Regions from separate parts of the Triticum aestivum genome. Here region 2 is linked to region 1. The links are chromatin contacts, called in public Hi-C maps. All regions are on one chromosome and are shown on one strand. The core of a region is the stretch at or near the end of the contact, and the rest is flanking DNA. Distances in the headings are between cores, read along the strand shown. Region 1 holds the start of LOC123171053. Region 2 holds the start of LOC123165780 (transcription termination factor MTEF18, mitochondrial).

Region 1 (4,877 bases), core at 1,314-3,813:
GGGCATATTAATTATCGCTTTCAGTCAACACCTTCCCGGGAGCATTTAACGTTTGACCATAGTTTTCAGACGCTCAAGTCAAAACATCTCAGACCATAACTGCAGCAGAGGTCGTCCTCAGGCCAAAACAATTGACAAGTGAGCGTTGAAAAGAGAAGAACTGAAAGCTGCCAGGCACCAGAATCAAAGAAAGAGAACGAGAGATCAATAAGGAGAATCGCATCATGCATGCATGCCATCGCGAACGAACGATCGGACTACCGCACCTTGGCCTGGATCTGCTCGGACTCCCGGACGAAGAGCTCGACGAAGGAACCGTTGCGGCGTCCATGGCGGCCGGCGGGGCCGAAGCACGGGCGATCGTCGTAGGCTGGCAGGTTCAGCGGGTGCTTGGCCCTCTCGATGAGGCTGAAGACGACGGTGTCCTCCTCCCTGGTGAGGAAGCCCCTCACCGTGTCGAGCCCGAGCCCCGCGCACGGGGGCACGACCACGAGCAGCAGCGTGATCACGTTGCAGGAGAGGAGGTACGTGTACAGGTACAAGGAGGGTGCAGCCATTGGTGTTGCCTAGAGAGAGAGAGGCCCGTGAAGAAGACTCATGGATGTAGGGTATTTATCGTTCCCGAGAAGGATGCGGAAGGATGGTCAAAGAAGTGACGGAATGGAGAGCAAATTGATACTCCCTTCTTTTCGGTTTATAAGGCTTATCTCAAAATTTTAGTTTTTCCGTTTTATAGGGCTTAATTTGGTTGTTCCCCATCACATGTTCAGATTTCAAGGTGCATTAAATCATTGCATGTAAGTATTAAAAGAAAATTGACCAATGCATGTGCTTTATGCATGCATGCACTGCAATTAATGCATTGATAAACACAATTATTTGAGGAAAACAAGCACATTAATTGAGTGGTTTTGCAAACTACAAAAATTATTCCACCGCTTATCATCTATCTTGGTTGGTGAGATTTTTAAGTTGAGCCCTATAAACCGGAAAGAAGGGAGCACGTGGACAGCTATGATTAATTGGGCAGTGTATAGTGCATGTGACTCGATAATCTGTTCTCAGTTTCCAGGGTCTGCGTTGGATGAAGGGAGTGTGCAAGTTGCTGAAGGTTCGGAGAGATGAGAAGTCAGAAGGCGCAGGGTCAAACACGATGTGAACAAATGTGGAGTGCTGTCATGCGCGCATCTCGTACAGGCGGCGGCACATACTGTTGGATCATCGTCACTGGAAAGGGAAATGCTAAAGCTTCCAAGATAGTGGATAAATTTGGCAAATGCGTGATCCGATGATGGTGGGCAGGCATCACCCTCTACCTCCACATTATACTAGTAGCGAAAGGGCTAGCCTACCTAATTAGATAAGCTTAAACAGTCTCAAAACAAAGCAGCGCATCTTCTTGGTGTTTAACGTGTTCATATATCCACCAAGATTTTTTTAGAGAATAGTTGATAGTCCGACTTTATAAATAAAGCCAACATGACAAAGATCCAACAATGTTAGTACAACGTAAACACGAAAGTAAGTTTCTGTAACGGAACTGCTCCATGCACGATACAAGTGCACGATTTATGAACAACAAAACAATCCAGTGGCCGGCAACTTGCTTAATCATATGTATGTCCAGCCAGATTTAACCATCATGCGTGCATCGCCTATAGTTTGTCGTGTGCATAGCACTTCTCTTTCTGTAACACTTACAAGACGCGCAAGCCAAGGATAACAGGCAAAGAAAAATATCTTCAGTTCCCGGATGAGTAGTTGCAAGACATAAGGCGATAGGAGATGTGCGGATCTTGGAGATGATCTTAGAAAAAGCATCAGTGTCCACGGCCTTAGCGAGAGTCTTCTACAACCAATTTGAACAAGAAATCAGTGGATCGTTTAGAGGACGAATGGTCCTTTTTTATAGAAAAGGAAGTTGAAACTCTGAACTTCTCCATCAAAAGATGCACACAATCATATTTGTTTAATTATTCAACAAAGTTTTGGCAAAAATATACATCACACAACCTAAAGCCACCACTCCACACCTACAAACTCAATAACGGGGGATGCCATCGCAACGCCCGTCTAAAACCGAGGTCATCACAGAAAAATGTTCGTGAATTTTAAAATCACAAAATTTGGTTTCCACAGATTTTTATAAAAATGCAGTTTGTAAAAAAAATGTTCGTGAATTTTAATAATGTACTCATATTTGAAAATTTTATTCGCAGATTAAAAAATGTTCAAAAAATTTGAAAAATGTTACTGACATTAATAAAAATGTTCAATTTTTTTTAGATTATTAATTAAAAAAGAGGAAAGAAAAAATGTTATGAAAAACCGTAGAAGAAAAAAAAAGACGAAAAGGAAAAAAAACAGCAGGAAAACGCAAAGTGGACAAACGCCCCCGAAGCTTCATGAAACCTTCGGAATACCGCTCCCTATGGAACCGCTGCAATGCGCCCCGGCTCAAGTCCGGAGTCCACATAGCGACCGCTATGCTTACGTACAAATAGCCATAGGTGCACTCGTGCCCCCAAGGAAGAAACGGTCCTGTACTAGTCTCTCTAATAGTTGGCCGCGTGGTAAGCCCGACCTAAGCATGGCCATGTTCACGGCGGAGGAGCAACACTCTCCTGGCCCTGCCCTTCCCGGCGGCCGCTACCCCGGCGATCCGCTCAGCCTCGAGCTCCCCTCAGATCCTGGTCCCACGCCCCAGCGTCCCCATGATACACGCGAGGAGGAGGAGGAGGAAGAAGAGGGGGAGCCTCTCGACATTAGTATACGTGTGACTACCTGCTGGGCAGTGAGTATTACCGCCTAGCGTCTTTATATTTTTCCAATTAATCTTTGTGTAACTGTTGCTCAATTCTTTGTGTAACTGCGCATGCAGCTTCAGAGCCACCTCTCATCCGCTGGGGAGAGTTCGACATCGATGATCCTGAGTATACAAGCGAGGACGACGAGCATGCACTGGCGACGGACGACGAGGAGACAAATTGCCCAGGTACGTACTATTATTCTCCAGAGCACGCTCTGCCCAAAAATAACTGCCGAGATTGATTCTACAGTCTGCACTGACTTGATTCTTCAGGGAAGAACTTCCCCAGGAAAGAAGCAAGGCGAGTAGACGCAGCATGGATGGAGGCATACACCAAAGGGAACATTGAATTCCAGAGGATGTGTAATGAGATTCTAGCGAGTGGAGATGAGAATGCCCTTCTCCCCGCTTGTCCTCTCAAAGTGTTCCCTGAGGCGTCAGGGCTGTGCATCAGGAGGGATCACTGCCACCACCGTGAATACAAAACCCATGTTACTTCCAGTAGTAAGCCACTGTACTTGATGCCTCAAATTCCTAGCTAGCCTAGTAACTAATCTGTTACTGTGTTCTAAGTATGTACTGTGTAGATACATTCATTTCAGCGACAGTTAATTACGGACGGAGCGATTTTGTATGTAGCAATTTATTTTTGCCATCTCTGTATGTGCAGCTAAATCAACGCTTGGATACCGTGATCCGGGAAAGATGATACAGATCTTTGGACTGAAGGTAACTTGTTCTGAGCCCTATCCGGTCAGTGTCTATGGAGTAGTTGCTGTCCGGGATGACTTGGAGCCACTACGAAATCCTGTCTTTAACCGTCCCTGCAGAGACGACGCTCTCGTGATTCACCAGGTACGTAATTCATCAAGCTAGACTTCTTTTGTTTCCTTGCGATTTTTTGGGTTCCTCAACAATGGTCGATGTTAAACAGTAGTACGACTGAGATTATGTTGATTAATGCTTGCTTGCACTGGTTCTATCCAAAGGAAATCAATATAAGGGCATTTAGGGGCTGTTCGGACTCTCTCCACTCTCTAACTCCACGCCGGAGCGGAGCTGGATCTAGTTCTAATTTGAGGAGTGGCTGGAAGGCCGCTCCGCTGGCTCCGCTCCGTGGCGATTTGCCGAACAGGGCCTTAGTCCACCATTTTCTATGTTCGTGGTGTAATTGTACCTGTGTGGACTCCAGTTAACCCTTCCGTTGCAGAATGCTACTTTTGGCTGATAAAATGGTCACTGGGTCTTAAGTCTTAACTACAGTAATAATAATCCCAGTATGTTGTGCTGTTGCCCCTTTCATTATCTTCTTGAGCGCCGGCTCATCACGTTGCATGTTGTTAAGCATTCTGTGATTACATCAACATGCCGTCAGATGTCTGAAGCTTTCTGTGATTGTAAACCAACAGATGCAAAACTCTACAGAAACATGCAAAAACTAGTCATCTTACGATTAAAGCTCTATTAAATCCCAAGAAGTTGATATAATTGTATTATCAGTAACATACAAAACTGGTCGTCCTATTAATCATATTAATGTTTGTAAGGCTTATTTTACTGACTGAAAATAAAAAAACAGCACGGTATCAGTATGTGGGGATTATCATGACGTTCTCGGTCTTCCTGATATAGGTGAATGCTTACCGTGAACTCTGAGGCGGTTGACATGATATATGAATGAGTGGGGAAAAAGCGAAAAATACATGCATGCCGTACATTTGGAATGAAACGAAACAATATATGTGCTCTGTACTTAGAAACAAACAGTGTTGAACTTTAATTTAAACATGATCATGCATGTCTTATTGAGTTTATTATTCTATTGATACGTACTCCTGATGTATGTAAAAATGGATTGACATATCTCTTTGTGTTCCGACATTTACTAACGTTGCTTAATTGTAGGATTCCCTTGCATTGCCTCTTTGTAGCCCTTGCCGTGGAATGTACATATGGGATAAGGCATTACTAGAAGTTGATCTTTGGGAAAAGTGCGAAGGAGATGGATCATCCGACAAGCGATTACTTCTTGCGCATGCTGAGATTGAGGGGCAGTATGACTTAGATT
Region 2 (4,877 bases), core at 786-3,285, 460 kb before region 1:
AGCCAATTGTACATGAAAATCCTGACTTTGGTTCTTTCCACGGTAAATGACAGGCAAGCAGGGAAAGCAACCAGATCACTCAGAGTATACCCTGAATGATTTATAAGGAAGGATATCTTTGACTCGAGCACATCAATCTTCTGGTTCAGAATCTGTGGAGCCAGCTTGATCATGTTTACTACCTCTTTTGGGTCCAACCCAGTATTGTTCACTAAGAACTCGTACCGATCTTGTAGTTCGTCACCTTTACCACGGAAGGTTTTGAGTGCCTTCTTCATATCTTCAGAGCCTTCAACAAATCCTATGCTTTTCAAGAATTTTATTCTCTCATTGAATGATGCTTCAAAGGGGTCAATTTTTGGTAGCTGGCTGACTTTTGACCCTAATGTGTAACTCATCAACAGTTTCGGGTCCTCCAGTATAATCTTGCGCAGGCGCCTCTTTCCCACATTGAGATTTGTAACAATGCTGTTTGGCATCTTCAATGGGGCAGAACCAAGGATTAATCCATGAGAAAGAACAAACTTGTTAACATCCTCATCGCTTATGCCAATCTCAGCTAAGAACAGCATTCCCCTCCGTAGGTTACTTGTGAAATCCTCGACCGACACATTTGGGAAGTCCATAAAAAGATCATACAGCTCTTTTTTTCCACATCCCGCTTTTAGCATCATGAGAACCGCTGTAAATAGCATCTTTCCTGAACCATCCAGCAAGAAATCTGGATTTTGCCTGACCAATTTACCAACAGCTTCCTTAGTAAATCCCAAGTTAACGAAGAACTGGGGAACTCGAACCATCTTTCTCCAATCATAAGACTTCCTAGCAGATAAGAACTGACTAATCCAGTCCCGCTGGATCCCAATGTCGTCTAGCCACTCCAGGATCTTCAATTCCACATTCGGGTCACGAACCAATACAACAGGAGTAGCAATTACGAGCTTGATCACACTGGTCCTACTGAACCCAAGTTCCTCAAGGGCCTTCAGCTTAGATGCAAGCACACCATGGCCAAAACTAAAGACCTCCATAGCATCCCGGTATATCCTCCCTATCTTCCTGCGCGCAATGCCGTAATTGCAAAGCAGGCGGAAGTTGCCGAGCAACATCTCATCGTCCGTGAGAAACATGAGATCCCGAGGCAAGAACGCACTGCACTCGCTCGGTCTGAGGCCGATGCTCTCCAAGAAGGGCTCAAACTCGTTGACAGGATTGAACTGAAATAACCGCACCAGGGCCTTGCTGACCCTTTCATCCTTCATGTCCCTCTTCTTCACCTTGGACCTGAAGACCAGCTCGGTTCCCCCCTCCGGGGGCTCCTTGAGGGCGTCCTTCACCTCCTCCAGCAGCTTGCTCAGGTAAACAGGCGAGCGCTTGCTTATATGCTCGGCGTCGCTGAAGCACATGCCCCGCGTGACATGGAGGTACTCCATGAACGTCTTCTGCGCGGCGCGGACTTCCCGCCTCCTCTCCATTTGCCTGATCTTCCGATCCACTTCGTCCTCCTCCTCATCCACCAAGGTTTCCCCCTCGCTGTGGATGGGAGCAGCTGAATAGGGCCGCCGCTGAATCCCATGATCAGAAGCAACCCGATCCGATGCCGCGAATGATCCTTGGACATGCCGCCAGCTGGCAGCACAGCACGGCGGCACTCTGGAGGGTTTGTCGAGGGCACCAGGAGCCCACCGGAGCCGGGCTGCGCTTAATGCGGCGCGAAGGTGGTTGTTCATGGCGAAAACGAAGCAGCGAGAATCGCGCCAGCTTCAGGACCAAGCGGGGGAGGGCCGGAGGGGGCTCTGCTCCACGGCGTGCCGCTGACGCCTGCACGCGTCGCAGATTCCAGGGGGCCAAGACGACGTCGGAGGCTCAGACGAAACAGGGTCGCGCGGTAGCAGCCTGCGTCAGGGCGCAGGTCACGCGCGAGCAGCTGGAGGTCGGCGCGCAGCGGGACGAGCGGCTGCCATGACGGCGACGGCGACGGCGTCGAGGCGGCTGGGAGGACCTGGGGTTTGGGGGCTGCGGGGCGATGCGGCTGGCGCTTGGATGAAAGCCCAGAAAGGTCAGAGACTTGACGCTGATCCGTGTGTTATTGGGCCGGGCCGATCCGAAATGGAGCAGCTGTACAGTAAGTATGTTATAAGGCCGAAAAGGTTGACATATGGGGCCTAACTTGTTAGAAAGTACAACCCCACTCATATACATACCCGTATGTAAGACATGGAGTATTTGATCCGAGCTCATATACTCCCGTGTGAACAGTAAAATCCAAAAAAATAGTAAAAAGTTTCAAAAAAATCTGATTTTTTTTGTGATTAACATTGATAAATTTTCTAACTGTATGCAAAATTTCAGGTTGAAATGACATTAGTGGTGGTCTGGGCCAAAAATTTTTTGATGGTCTAAAAAAACTATTGTTGGAAGCATTTTGGAGCATCGATTTTATAATTTTTGCCTAGACCTCCACGAATGTCATTTCGACTTGAAATTTTGCACGCAGTTAGAACATTCATCAATGTTCATATATATATATTTTTTTTTTATTTTTTTACTATTTTTTGGATTTTACTGTTCATGCGAGAGCATATGAGCCCGGAATCAAAAAAGCACTTTTGGTAAAGTATGCAATATTCAGTTTATGTATTGAGAGGCTGGCATTTAGGACCCAACTTGTTTTAAGGTCCGTCCCCATTTGTGTACATTTGGATCTCCAACGATGAGGCCAAGGATGCAAATTTTGATTCATTTGGACCCAACTCATTAGAAAGCCCCCTCTCATTCATATACGCGCGACCTCCAACAATTACGCAAGACACAACATTTGATTCATATACTGAGAGGTTGGCACATAAGACCAACCATGTTTAAAATGTCGTGCAAGAGTTATAAGTCTTTACCTTACAAACCACTCTTCCAACTTGCGCGAGGCGTTTTCCCCTACCCTAGCTGTCGCCACAAACCAGGCGACTAGGGAGGCGGATCTTCTTCCACCGATCTCCACCGTCCAGGGCGCTGGCCCCCTCTCCCTCCGGCTGCTACTCCGGCGGTAGGAGGGGGGAGGGGGGCGTTCCTCTGCTCTGTAGTCAGGGTTTGGATTTGTAGGTCGTGGTGCGTCATTGGGGTGGTGGGAGCGGCGCCCAGGTGAATAAATCTGCCTCAACTCCACTCCCACACTGGCGGTGCTCATCATGCGTGTTGATGGCATTGTGTGTTTGCTGATCCTTCAGATCGGCGGCGTTAGGGTTCATGGATGGTGTTGGCGAAGCGGCGGCGGTGACTCCATCAGGTGTGTCTCTCCTTCTGCTATGTTCCCATTGCTGCGTCGTTGTCTCCTACGTCATGGTGGAGCAGAGAGGTTTTGTTGTCTAGGAGTACGCGCAGACGGTTGTCTATGCAAGTGACAGATGGAAGATGGTGCATCTTGTGCTCGGTTTGTGGTTAGAGGCTGACAGTTCTGGTTTCCTCCTCCAACGTCATAGTCGTGCGGGCGTGTCAGTTCTGAAGTTCGATGGCGTGTCCGGTGACATATTGCCCCGCTCTGATTCTTTCAACGACAATGGTTTTGCTTCAAGCAAACTACTTTAGAGATCTGTAAAGTTGTTGATCAGCGATGGAGTTGCATCGAGCTCGGGTAAAGAGGTGATCTGTCTCATTTTCCTTAGTGGAGAGGGACATGCACTGTTTTTTTGCATAGGATTATCCTATCTTTTCAGTCCTGTAATGTCGATGTTTATGTGACTTGTAATTGAATATTTATTTTATTAATGAGACACGTATATCATGCAAAAAATGTTTAAAATGTCCGCACTCGTGTACATACAGATCTCCAATGATGACATTAAATACGTAGAATTTGGTTCATATACCAAGAGACTCCCATCTTTTTTTAAAAGAAGAATATATTAATATCACCAAGATACCAATTACGCCATCCTCTGCACCTACAAAATGTCATGGACATCCAGGATGCACACAACCAAAGAAGAAAAAAAAGAAAGGGAAAGAAAAGTCCCGCCACAGCGATCGGCTCCTCTCAACAGCAGCACACCTACCACCACCTAATACAACACGCGAAAACATAAAAAGTCTCCAAAAGCAACGCCTCCAAGAAGGGAATAGTGCACAAGCGCCGTTGTTGCCCGATCCAAGATCTTAGGTTTTCACCCTGAAGAATGTCCGTGTTCTCAAAACAATCTATAATGCCTAAATAGTTCATCCCCACTGACCTATTTCTCTTGACATGCAGGCAATCCACATCAGCACCCTTGCCACATCAACGTGCACTATATTCTCATGCGTCCAGGTCATCATGTTGCTCACACCGTCCGCATGTTACATCCCACGACTCGATTTATTGCTGCTGGGCTATACTACGAAGCCGCATCATAATGAGGCCCACACCTTCCCGTCTGATCCCCTTCCCCTACCCGAGTCTCACACCTTCCCATCTGATCCCCTTCCCCTACCCAAGTCTCATACATTCCCGTCTGATCCTCTTCACCTACGATCTTGGCAATGGAAGAGGCTGTGGTCGCTTGAACTTTCCCCTCCGATTTGTAATGGCGGCTTCATGAACTACCAGTGGAAATCAACAGCCATCCATATTGGCATAACTCCCAATTAGTATATATAGACTCCCTCCATCCTTTAAAGAGTGTACTTCTGTTAGGGATGTTGGGGAACGTAGCAGAAATTCAAAATTTTCTACGCATCACCAAGATCAATCTATGGAGGAATCTAGCAACGAGGGGAAGGGGAGTGCATCTACATACCCTTGTAGATCGCTATGCGGAAGCGTTGCAAGAACGCGGATGAAGGAGTCGTACTCGTAGCAATTCAGATCGCGGTTGATTCCGATCTAAGCACCGAAGAACGGTGCC

Evidence for each region. Hi-C and Micro-C count contacts between places; a contact is called where the count stands out from the background.
Region 2: a Hi-C map of leaf shows a contact between it and region 1, with 5 times the contacts expected there. The contact joins the promoter of LOC123165780 here to the promoter of LOC123171053 in region 1. A contact is called at or near these places in 3 of 5 Hi-C or Micro-C datasets (all in leaf).

Annotation. Positions count from the first base shown.
Region 1 is chr7D:228,664,302-228,669,178 of IWGSC CS RefSeq v2.1, reverse strand. It overlaps LOC123171053, which reads left to right and starts at 2,563. Exons shown (of 5, transcript XM_044588716.1): 1 at 2,563-2,794; 2 at 2,882-2,995; 3 at 3,083-3,110; 4 at 3,480-3,664; 5 at 4,715-4,877. The coding sequence starts at 2,591. It overlaps LOC123169012 (chorismate mutase 2, cytosolic), which reads right to left and starts at 602. Exons shown (of 5, transcript XM_044586875.1): 1 at 267-602. The coding sequence starts at 557.
Region 2 is chr7D:229,127,815-229,132,691 of IWGSC CS RefSeq v2.1, reverse strand. It overlaps LOC123165780 (transcription termination factor MTEF18, mitochondrial), which reads right to left and starts at 2,035. Exons shown (of 1, transcript XM_044583512.1): 1 at 1-2,035. The coding sequence starts at 1,730.